Regions from separate parts of the Mus musculus genome. Here regions 2 and 3 are each linked to region 1. A link is a contact called in public Micro-C and promoter capture Hi-C data. All regions are on one chromosome and are shown on one strand. Each heading gives the region's core, a stretch centred on a gene start, on an enhancer-like site or on the middle of the called end of the contact. The rest is flanking DNA. Distances are from core to core; before and after follow the strand shown.

Evidence for each region. Promoter capture Hi-C pulls out the DNA fragments that hold promoters and counts their contacts. Hi-C and Micro-C count contacts between places; a contact is called where the count stands out from the background.
Region 2: a Micro-C map of embryonic stem cells shows a contact between it and region 1, with 8 times the contacts expected there. The contact joins the promoter of Fndc3b here to the promoter of Ect2 in region 1. A contact is called at or near these places in 2 of 39 promoter capture datasets (liver and pre-B cells), 2 of 484 Hi-C or Micro-C datasets (both in embryonic stem cells) and 1 of 9 other capture datasets (adipose tissue).
Region 3: a promoter capture Hi-C map of hippocampal neurons shows a contact between it and region 1, with 4 times the contacts expected there. The contact joins the promoter of Nlgn1 here to the promoter of Ect2 in region 1. A contact is called at or near these places in 1 of 39 promoter capture datasets (hippocampal neurons) and 1 of 115 datasets of contacts at active chromatin or transcription factors (astrocytes).

Annotation. Positions count from the first base shown.
Region 1 is chr3:27,152,375-27,155,337 of GRCm38.p6, reverse strand. It overlaps Ect2 (ect2 oncogene), which reads left to right and starts at 1,460. Exons shown (of 24, transcript NM_001177626.1): 1 at 1,460-1,635. It overlaps 1700125G22Rik (RIKEN cDNA 1700125G22 gene), which reads right to left and starts at 1,312. Exons shown (of 3, transcript NR_040548.1): 1 at 1,028-1,312; 2 at 407-598.
Region 2 is chr3:27,708,995-27,711,935 of GRCm38.p6, reverse strand. It overlaps Fndc3b (fibronectin type III domain containing 3B), which reads left to right and starts at 1,484. Exons shown (of 26, transcript NM_173182.3): 1 at 1,484-1,590.
Region 3 is chr3:26,152,506-26,155,303 of GRCm38.p6, reverse strand. Nlgn1 (neuroligin 1) reads left to right here and starts at 1,318. Exons shown (of 6, transcript NM_001357096.1): 1 at 1,318-2,039.

The DNA.
Region 1 (2,963 bases), core at 211-2,710:
TTTGCCGAGTAAATAACAACCTGCAGGTGAAGATAGTATCTCTTGTTCATTTCTCACCAAAGGGCTGCCCTCGCTGTAAGAGGCTAAGCTAGCCTTCCTGCACTGCAATCCTACACTCTCACCCAACAGACTGGGAAGCTAGCTCTCCTCGGGCAGGGCACAAAGGAGGCGGCTGCCTTCTACTTTAGTGAGGAGAATGCTTGGAATGCCAGACACACCCCAGTTTAAATTGCAAGCACACTTCTCTGGGCAAGGTCCAGGCCGATTTTTCCTTTCTTCCACTCCAAAGGCTAGTGCGGAATTCTAGTGATTGGCAGGCCATAGATACTGGTAGGCAAAAAACCCTAAAAACCAACCAACCAGACAGACAAAACTATAGATTGTTTTACTCATTCTATGAACTCACCGTAGACTTGTCGAACTGCTTAGGCTGTCAAGAAGTTCTTTTGGTTTTAAAGTAGATTTTGGGCTTAAAGTGAGTTGGCTCAGTGGTTTAAAGCGTTTGTTTCTCACACATAGGCCGTGAGTTTGATTTCCAGCACCCACCTGGTGGTTCATCATTCTCTGTAATTCCAGTCTCTGGGGATCTGGCCTCCTCCTATGTCCAAGGACAGCAGGCACTCACAAATGCACATACGTTCAGGAAAAAATAATATGTATAGGCAAAAAGACACATAAAATTTATCAATCTAAATTTCAAAAGTGCTTTAAAAACCTCTTAATGAGATTTGGGGCCTAGCAACCGATCCAAACACTTGGTAAGGTTTTGAAAGTGAAAAATAATTGTTTTGAGTCCTGGTCTCCTATAGCCTAGGCTGGTCTTGTCCTCCTTAGTACAGGCTTTGAGACCACACCCAGCTAGAAGTGTATGCCTAGGCGACTGTATTATAGAACATTCCATCTAGAAACAAATTTCAAAATAGCAATACTGATCCCAGGGGTAAAACAATCCCTTCTTTTCTAGACTTCCAAGCACAGTCACTAACATTCCTAAGCTGGGAGTTGGGGTGGGGAGGGAGCAACCCACCCAGAAGCAGTTTTGCTTCAGGAGATTCTAAAATCTCCTTATACACTTTTTTATATTAATTACTCAGATGCAAGCTTGTCTTCAAAAATAAAATCTGGTTAGTAGTAAGAGCGGATCGGTTTGCGGTGCTTGGTACTTTTTCTTGAAGTTGGAGGTGATGGCAGAGAGACCGTTCATCAGGAACTGGGCTGTTTACGGAGTAAACAAGCGGTAACCACAGAAACACCTGCTGCATCCAGAGGCGCTGCAGAGCCACGCCTCCTCAAGCCCACATCCGGGCACTCCGCCGACGTTCGCACGCTCCAGCCGTTTACCGGATTTGAAACACACTCACAACCAATCAGCCGGCGCCTCCCGAAGGCAGACGTTGGGATTGACCAATCGGCAGTCCGCCCGAGGTTCCAGCCTATCAAAAGGAGGTTGACAGAGCGCGCCAATCAGCATGGCTCTTAGAGAGAGCGACTGGATTTTTTTGAATCGGAGGCGGCAGCCTCTCTCGAGCCATGGCGGCGCCTGTGAGGGGGAGACTTAGTGTTTGAGAAGGATAAGCGAGGACTGCGCCGTCGTGGTTCCTTTTTAAAATCTCTGAGCGTGGTGAGGACTGCGGGGTGAGTGGGGGACGGGAAGGGATTCGGGAACCCGGAACTGAGCACGGGCCGTGGCGACCAAGGCCGGCGCCCCCGCCGCGGTGAGCTCCCACGGCTGCGTACCTGTCTGTCCCGCTCCCCTCCATCCTCCTTCCCCACATCCGCCTCCTGTCCTGCCCTCTGCTCTCGTCCCGGCCCTTCCTTGCGGGAGGCTGGGCTCTCTATCTATTCTGCTTCTGTCCGGCGCCTCAGGGTGAAGGGCGCAGTTGGGACCGGGATTTTGGCCTCCCGCCCGCCCGCCGCAGCCCCGAGCTGCCTTGATTGTTTTGTGGTTTCCCTCTGGAATTCCTGTAGAATTCCGATTTTCAATTTTTAAAAATATAAAACACAGGCCGCCCCGCCCCTTCCTGGCCACAGATGTGTGTGGTTAGCGGTTAACTTAGCTCCCTCAGTTAGACCCGGCTAGGAGTCGCTGTGTGAGCAACTTCCTTAGCCACAAACTGGATATGACAGTGACATTTGTCTTTTAGGATGGCTGCAAGCGTTAAAAAGTGGCAAGGGAAAGATTTAAGATAGTGACTAAAATATTGAGCTCTAAGTAAATGAGAATCGCTAATTGCACTGTTATCAATAACGTATACACTATTGTAGTTTGGGTTCCTTACTCTGGTGTGACGTGTTTATGGAAAAAAAAAAGGTTTATTTAAAAGAAAAGCTGAAATGACTATTTGTTTAAAAGAATCCATGTGTTTGTGAGACAAGATCTCAGGTACCCCAGCATAGACTTGAATTGTGGAGCCTAGGGTGACAAGGAACTCTGTCTGCCTCTACCCCCTCTTCTGGGTGCTCGGATTACAGGTGTACTTTCACCTTACCTGGTTTCTGAGGTGCCCGCGGATGACTTCATGCACACTGACTGCAGCTGAGTCACATCCCGAGTCAAAGATAGATTGTTTTTATGATCACGATTCCGTTGTGTTTATTTTTAAAAGGTCTGTAGAATATGTGAAAAGGAAGAAAGTGACCTGGTGCACTTAAGTTTGCGGTGATGTTGGGTGCTAGATGCTGGTTGTATCACTAGTGTAGCGTGTAGCTCTTTTGCTGTATATTATGGAGCTGTTTTGGTAATAAATGATCTGTGTATTTAAGCATTTCCAGTGTTTTGGGGTGTAGTGAGAAAGGGTTTAGTTATGTATCTCCTCCCTCTGTTTTGTGGGTGCTGGAATTTTAGGCCACACATTGTCAGTTGTTTGGTGATTTTTTTTTTTAAGAGGATCATGTAAACTAAAAGTATCCTTAAAGGTGCATTGTAAAGCTTTGGCACACAGTTGCACATAATTGTAGGCTGT
Region 2 (2,941 bases), core at 235-2,734, 560 kb before region 1:
AAAGACACTTGCCCACCGTGTCTGACAACCAGAGTTGGAGTCCCAGAACCCGTGTAAGGTAGACAGGACTTTTAAGTTTCTAAAACTCACACAAAAACCATGGCATGTGTATACCTGAGGTCACACACACATTCATTTTTACAATAGAAATAAAGTATGCCCAAACTAAATATTAATAAAAACTAGAAGGAACTGTCTTTAGTCTTTCGAGTAAAGATGTCTAGCCGGAACTGAAAGGGACAATAGACATTTAAATTTTGGTATCATAAAATTTGCTTATGCAAAATGCTGTGGGAAGTTAAAAGAATAAAAAAAAAATCACTGAAAGATTCTTCTGGGAATTACAATTGGAAAAGGAAATATGTGTTATAAGTGAAAAATAACAAGTCAGCTTTAGTAATTACTGAGCAAATACTGCATTTGCAGTGATGATTCCAGAATCTCATTCAGAGTCTCCCAGTTCTCTTCAGCTCAGACAAGAGAAGCCCCGCTGTGTGTAGCCTGGCTTGGCTTATGGTAAAGGGAGGCCTCGCCGAGCTACCGCGAGCTTGCTCTTGTAGTTGCGCGTGTACTGGGAGGCTTACGGCAGTGGGCGGGGCCCGAATCCCCATGTGGTCCCGACATCATTGACATGGCGGAATCCCCCATCAAACCCTCCTGGTAGTTATTTGAGCAGCGGCGGCGGCCGGAGGAGGCGGCGGAGAGCAGCGGCGGGAGCGGCGCAGGGGACGGCGGGGATCCCGCGGGCGGCTGGCTGGGACGGCGTGGGCGACCCGGATTGCGGGCACCCGGAGCCCCGTTTCAGCCTGAGGGGAGGTAAGGCGTGCGGGAGCGGCGGCGGGCTGCCGGGGGACGTGCCACCCACAGTCGCTCTCGGGTCCCTGCGCTTCGGAGCCCGGCCGGACTCCGAGTCTGCACGAGTGCGCTCCCGGCCCCGGAGCACTCGGGGATGCCCGAGGAAAACTTGGCTGCCGAGTCCCGGTCGCGCCCCGACCGCTCGGCTGCCCGAAGCTCCCGGCCGGGTAGGGGGCGACCCCTCCAGCCCCCGCTCGCTCGGGAAGAAAGCGGAGGATGCGGGGCTCGCAGTTCCCCTCCTCCCCGGGCCGTCGCTCCGAGGAATCCGCTCCCCCGCCCAGATCCCCGCGGCAGGACCGCTGCCTGGGAGGGGGAGGGCGCGCGGCCAGGCCGAGGAATCTTCGACGTGTCACTTTGGGAGGCTGTAGATTTCCATATGGTGGAGGGAGGAGGGCGTGCGTGCGCGCAGAGCTGGGATTCGGGGCTGCCTTGGCCCCCTTGGGGGTGCCGGGCTGTGACCCGGGACCCGGGATGCTCGCGGGGAGGGTCCCTGGGCGACCGGTCGCCCCCGCCCCCGCCGGGGCCTCTTGGGGACACTCCCCGCCCGCCTCTGGCCACCTCTGCGCGCCACGTCCTCCCTCCCCGTCCTGCCCCCTGGGCTCCCCCCGGGCTGGGGGCGGGAACCGGCGGCCGCGGCTGGACTCGGCGAGCCAGGCGGCTGCAGGCTCGGGCGGGGGAGCGGGGCGCGGCGGGAAGCAGAGGACGACCCGGTGCGTGTGGGCCAGCGGAGCGCGGGTCAGTCGGTCAGGCTCGAGGGGCGCCCCTGCCGGGGGTGGGGCGGCCGGGAGACCCAGCGGGTGGAATCCGCGCCCCGAGGCGGCGGGCGGGCTGGGCGGGCCGCGGGGACCGTCTGGTTCGGATGGCAGGCAGGAACGAGCTGCCGTGGGAAGGGCCTGTCAGTCCTCGCGGAAAGCGGGGCCCGGGGCCCGGGGCCGTGACCGCCTAGCGTCCCCAGCGCCCGGCCTGGGGAGCCTGGGGGACTCTGCGAGCGTCCCGGGAGACCTGGCTGGGCCGCCGGGCGGCGCCGCTGGCCGGGCGCCTTCCCGGAGAGAACGGCTGGGGTTGGAGATTTTTCGAATCTCGGCTCCCACCCGGCGATCCCAGACGAAGGAAGCACTGGCATTTTATCCAGACAGTGCGGATTGCAGACTTCCTTAAAAGTTACAACTTTTTATTTTCTTTTCTCTCAGGCCCAGCGTTTTCTTTAAACAAAATGTAGAATTTGGCCGCGATGAGGCTGACGCTGGGGCCAAAAATGCACACGTTTATCTCCATCCCGGCTAGTCCCCCTCCCCCTCTTCCCTCCCAGGCTTAATCATATTTTGGAACTGGCGAGGGCTTTTGTTGGGTGGGCACCCTTGATTGCTTGTCTGTTTATTTTTTAATGTGCAACTAATTTGATTTGAATTTCCTCCAGTTTCCAGGCCTTACTAGGAGAAGCTAGGGGAGAGGGAATGTGCCATTTTTTTTTCTTTTTTTTATAAATGTGGCAAGAGGTGGGGCATTGGGAAAGGGGAGGCACCCTGGTTGTGGCAGAGAGTTAGTAGGAGCAGACAGACCCGGAAGAAAAGGAATCCATTCTGGAATAACATTCTTTTTTAAAACAACAACAAAACAGTACAAAAGAAAGTCAGGTTTTGAGCAAAATTTCACTGCTCTGTTCAGATTTGAGTGCGTGGCGCTCCCGCATCTCCAAGTATCGGCTGGGACCCTGGGAACTTGAGTTATGCCACACAGCGCATGCATGCATAGCAACTCTGACCTGGTTTTGTGACTGGTGTGGGGGCTGTTGGTTCGCTCCTCGTTGGAGGCTGACTGTGGATGCAGTAAAGACTGGGTTCAGTAAATTTCCTGGCTCCCTGGGAGCAGCTGTTGAAGAGGGTAAAGTCCCTGGACATGCTTCTGGCCAGGAGGGCCAACCGGAGTTCATGCTTACCGAGACGCGAGATACGCGGCAGCCTGGCTAAAAGTGAGGCCTCGTTGATTATTGTTTTAAAAAGTTGCTCTCTTAGTATTGTCCTTAAACTTGCATGTGCTTTTCAAGCATTTTATTTTGATGCTTATGAGAAAAAGCGTTTGTGTGACA
Region 3 (2,798 bases), core at 69-2,568, 1.0 Mb after region 1:
AACTTCTGTATTTTACCAGGCCCTTGATAATCAAAGTGTTCTCAGAGGGCTTGTTAAAATTGGAGAATCTCAGTCCTAAAGACCTAGAATCTTCATTTTAAAAAGATTGCTGGCTTATTGATAGACACTGTTTGTGAGACTATGCGGAATACTGCTTTGCCAAAGAGGCCTGAAATTCACAGCATTGATTCCTTTCTTTGGAATCTCTCAGAACTCCTGGTGCTGATGCAGAGGCCGCTGAACTCTAAAGGTTTCAAGAAAGCATCCAGGAAACCTGGGTCATGATGGTCAGGTGTTGCCCTTTCTCTGCACTCAGACGTTGTGCCTGCTTTTCTGAGCAGACATAAAAAAATCCAAGATAATGGGTTGGAGAAATGGCTTCACAATGAGGGTGCTTACTGCTTTTATAGATAACCCAAATTTTAGTATGCTTGCTGGATGGCTTTCAAAGGCCTATCTCTCTTGCTCTAGGGCATGACTTCTGCCCTCCTTAGGCATCTGCACACACAGGGAGCATGTGCATAGGTGCATGAACATCTATGAGTAAAATGATAAACATACACATATATTCCAAATAAATCTCATTCCAAAATGAGAGCTGGCAAGATAGCTCAGTGGGTAAAAATGCTTGACATCAAACTGAAGGTGTGATTTAGGTCCCCAGGGTCCATTAAATAGAGGGAGCTGAAGAGACTCCTGAAAGTTATACTCTGACTTCCATACATAGGTCCTGGCATATGTGCTTGCACATGCAACTTTCTGCATGCATATACACACAGATAAAAAGTAGATTTAATTGAAGATATTTTAAAATTCCAAATGATAAAATATTATCTAGATAATCCTTTATTATATTTATTCAAAGGAAACAAAAGGTTAAATGGTTTTCTGAAACAATACATTTCAAAAGAACAGAATTGTGTGTGTGTGTGTGTGTGTGTGTGTGTGTGTGAGCGCATGTGCATGCTAACTGCTAACTATGGGTGTTTAGGAAACAAATATATTTCCTTGAAATCATAGTGCTTCCCTAAGTTGACATATTAGCTACTAAATGTTATTGGGGAAAAACTTTAAATGTCGAAAAGACCTTCAGTTTTCCAGTAAAAGGCAAAACCCATCCTACCTGTTTAGTAGACAGCTTCATTTTACTCGTAGTGATTGGAGTTCAGCACCCTGGTTACTATAACAGCAAGTTATTCCTAGATGCCAGGGGACCAAGAAGGGGGTGGAAAAGGTGAAGAGGGGATGGAGGAAAAAAGTGAATTCCCTGCAATATCGCCGCGAGCCACTAGGGGTACCTTTGTATCATTTTTCATTCTGCACCGATTTGGAGTAGAAACCTGTATTAGGGGAAAACCAGGGTCCTCGGCATTTTTTTCTTTTCTTTCTTTCTTTTTTTTCTTTTGCGAGCAGTGCACCCAGAATCCAAAAAGATTTTTAAAAAATTAAAAAAGGCAGGAAGGAAAGAAGAAAAGGAAAGGAAAGAAAGAAACCACAGCCCTTCGGTAACCCGGATAGGGCTACGGAATCGTTCTACTGGACGCGAGCACTGGGGATTCATCTTTGAGGTCAATTTCCAATCGAGATAAATCTATTGGATTAGTAGGATTATCTGATCGCAGCTCAAAGAAGTAACGTTGTTTGATCGTTTGTATTTCTTGCCTGATGGTAGGAATTACACGGATGCGGCTTTGGTTCTCCAGGATTCTGGATCCTGGCAGCATCTGGAGAGAAAAAAAGCATCAATCCACACGTTTAGGAAGTGTCCGTGGGTGAATAACGAGGGAGGGGGAGGTGGATCTGGGGTTGCGGCTGCTTAAAGAAAAAAAAAATAAATAAATAAAGGAAGCATCTTGAATTCTGAAACAAGAATTACCCAGTTCCAGAGGTTGAAAAGAAAGCATCTGCAAACTGGTAAATACTTTGACCGTTTCGGCTTGAATTTGACGGGAAGTGTTGGTAAAACTGTCTCCTTGAATAATGGAAAGAGGACTGGGGGAAGATGAGGGGGCTCCCTCGGTGGACGTGTCTTCCTGAGGGTAAGTTTGTGCCTCTTTCCTCGGGAGAGGGCTGCGGGTTTGGGTATCACTGTGCGGAAGGGGTTGCAGACGCGGCGCCGGAGAAATGGGGCGAGCAGGCTGGAAGCCCACCTCGCGCATCTCCCAGGCATCGCGACCTCTCCGCTCGCACCGAGCTTCAAAACCTGGGTTTTGTGGCGTCAGTGGGGAAGCCAAGCAGCCTTCTGCCTCTCAACTTTGCCTTGGGGGGAAAAAAAAATCTCTCAGTAAGGAGATCCCTCTTGGACCAGGAGATTTTTCTCTTAGAGATACTTTAAGGAGAGGAGGCAGCCAGTGCTTTAGAAAATCCTGCTTGGGGGGTTGGGGGAGAGCTCCGGTCTTCATTATGCTGCCTCGGCCCAGTTTCCCAGGCTGTCTAAGCTTCTTGGGGGAATGCTGGGGATGCAGTCAGCAAGAGGATGGCCTTTTTCATAAGCTCCGATGTTCCCACCCTCTGTTTCTTTCTGCCTTTCCCCACCACCTCCTTCTTTCGGTCGGGCACTAAAGGGTTACAGTCGCTGCATCTGGTCCTGGAGAAAGAAGTAGGATTCTGCCACTCAGGTTATCTTGTGACTGCCTTTTAGGACTTTGCATAATACAGTCAGTCTTAACTTTCTTGAGTTAGATGAGCTTCTTTGCAGTATTTCCGCCCAGGGCCCAGGCTGAGTGCACCGGGCATCGGGCATCGAGCCACCTTTAGGATTTTAGCTTGCTTCCCTCTGCTCCTGACTCCTAGTTTCT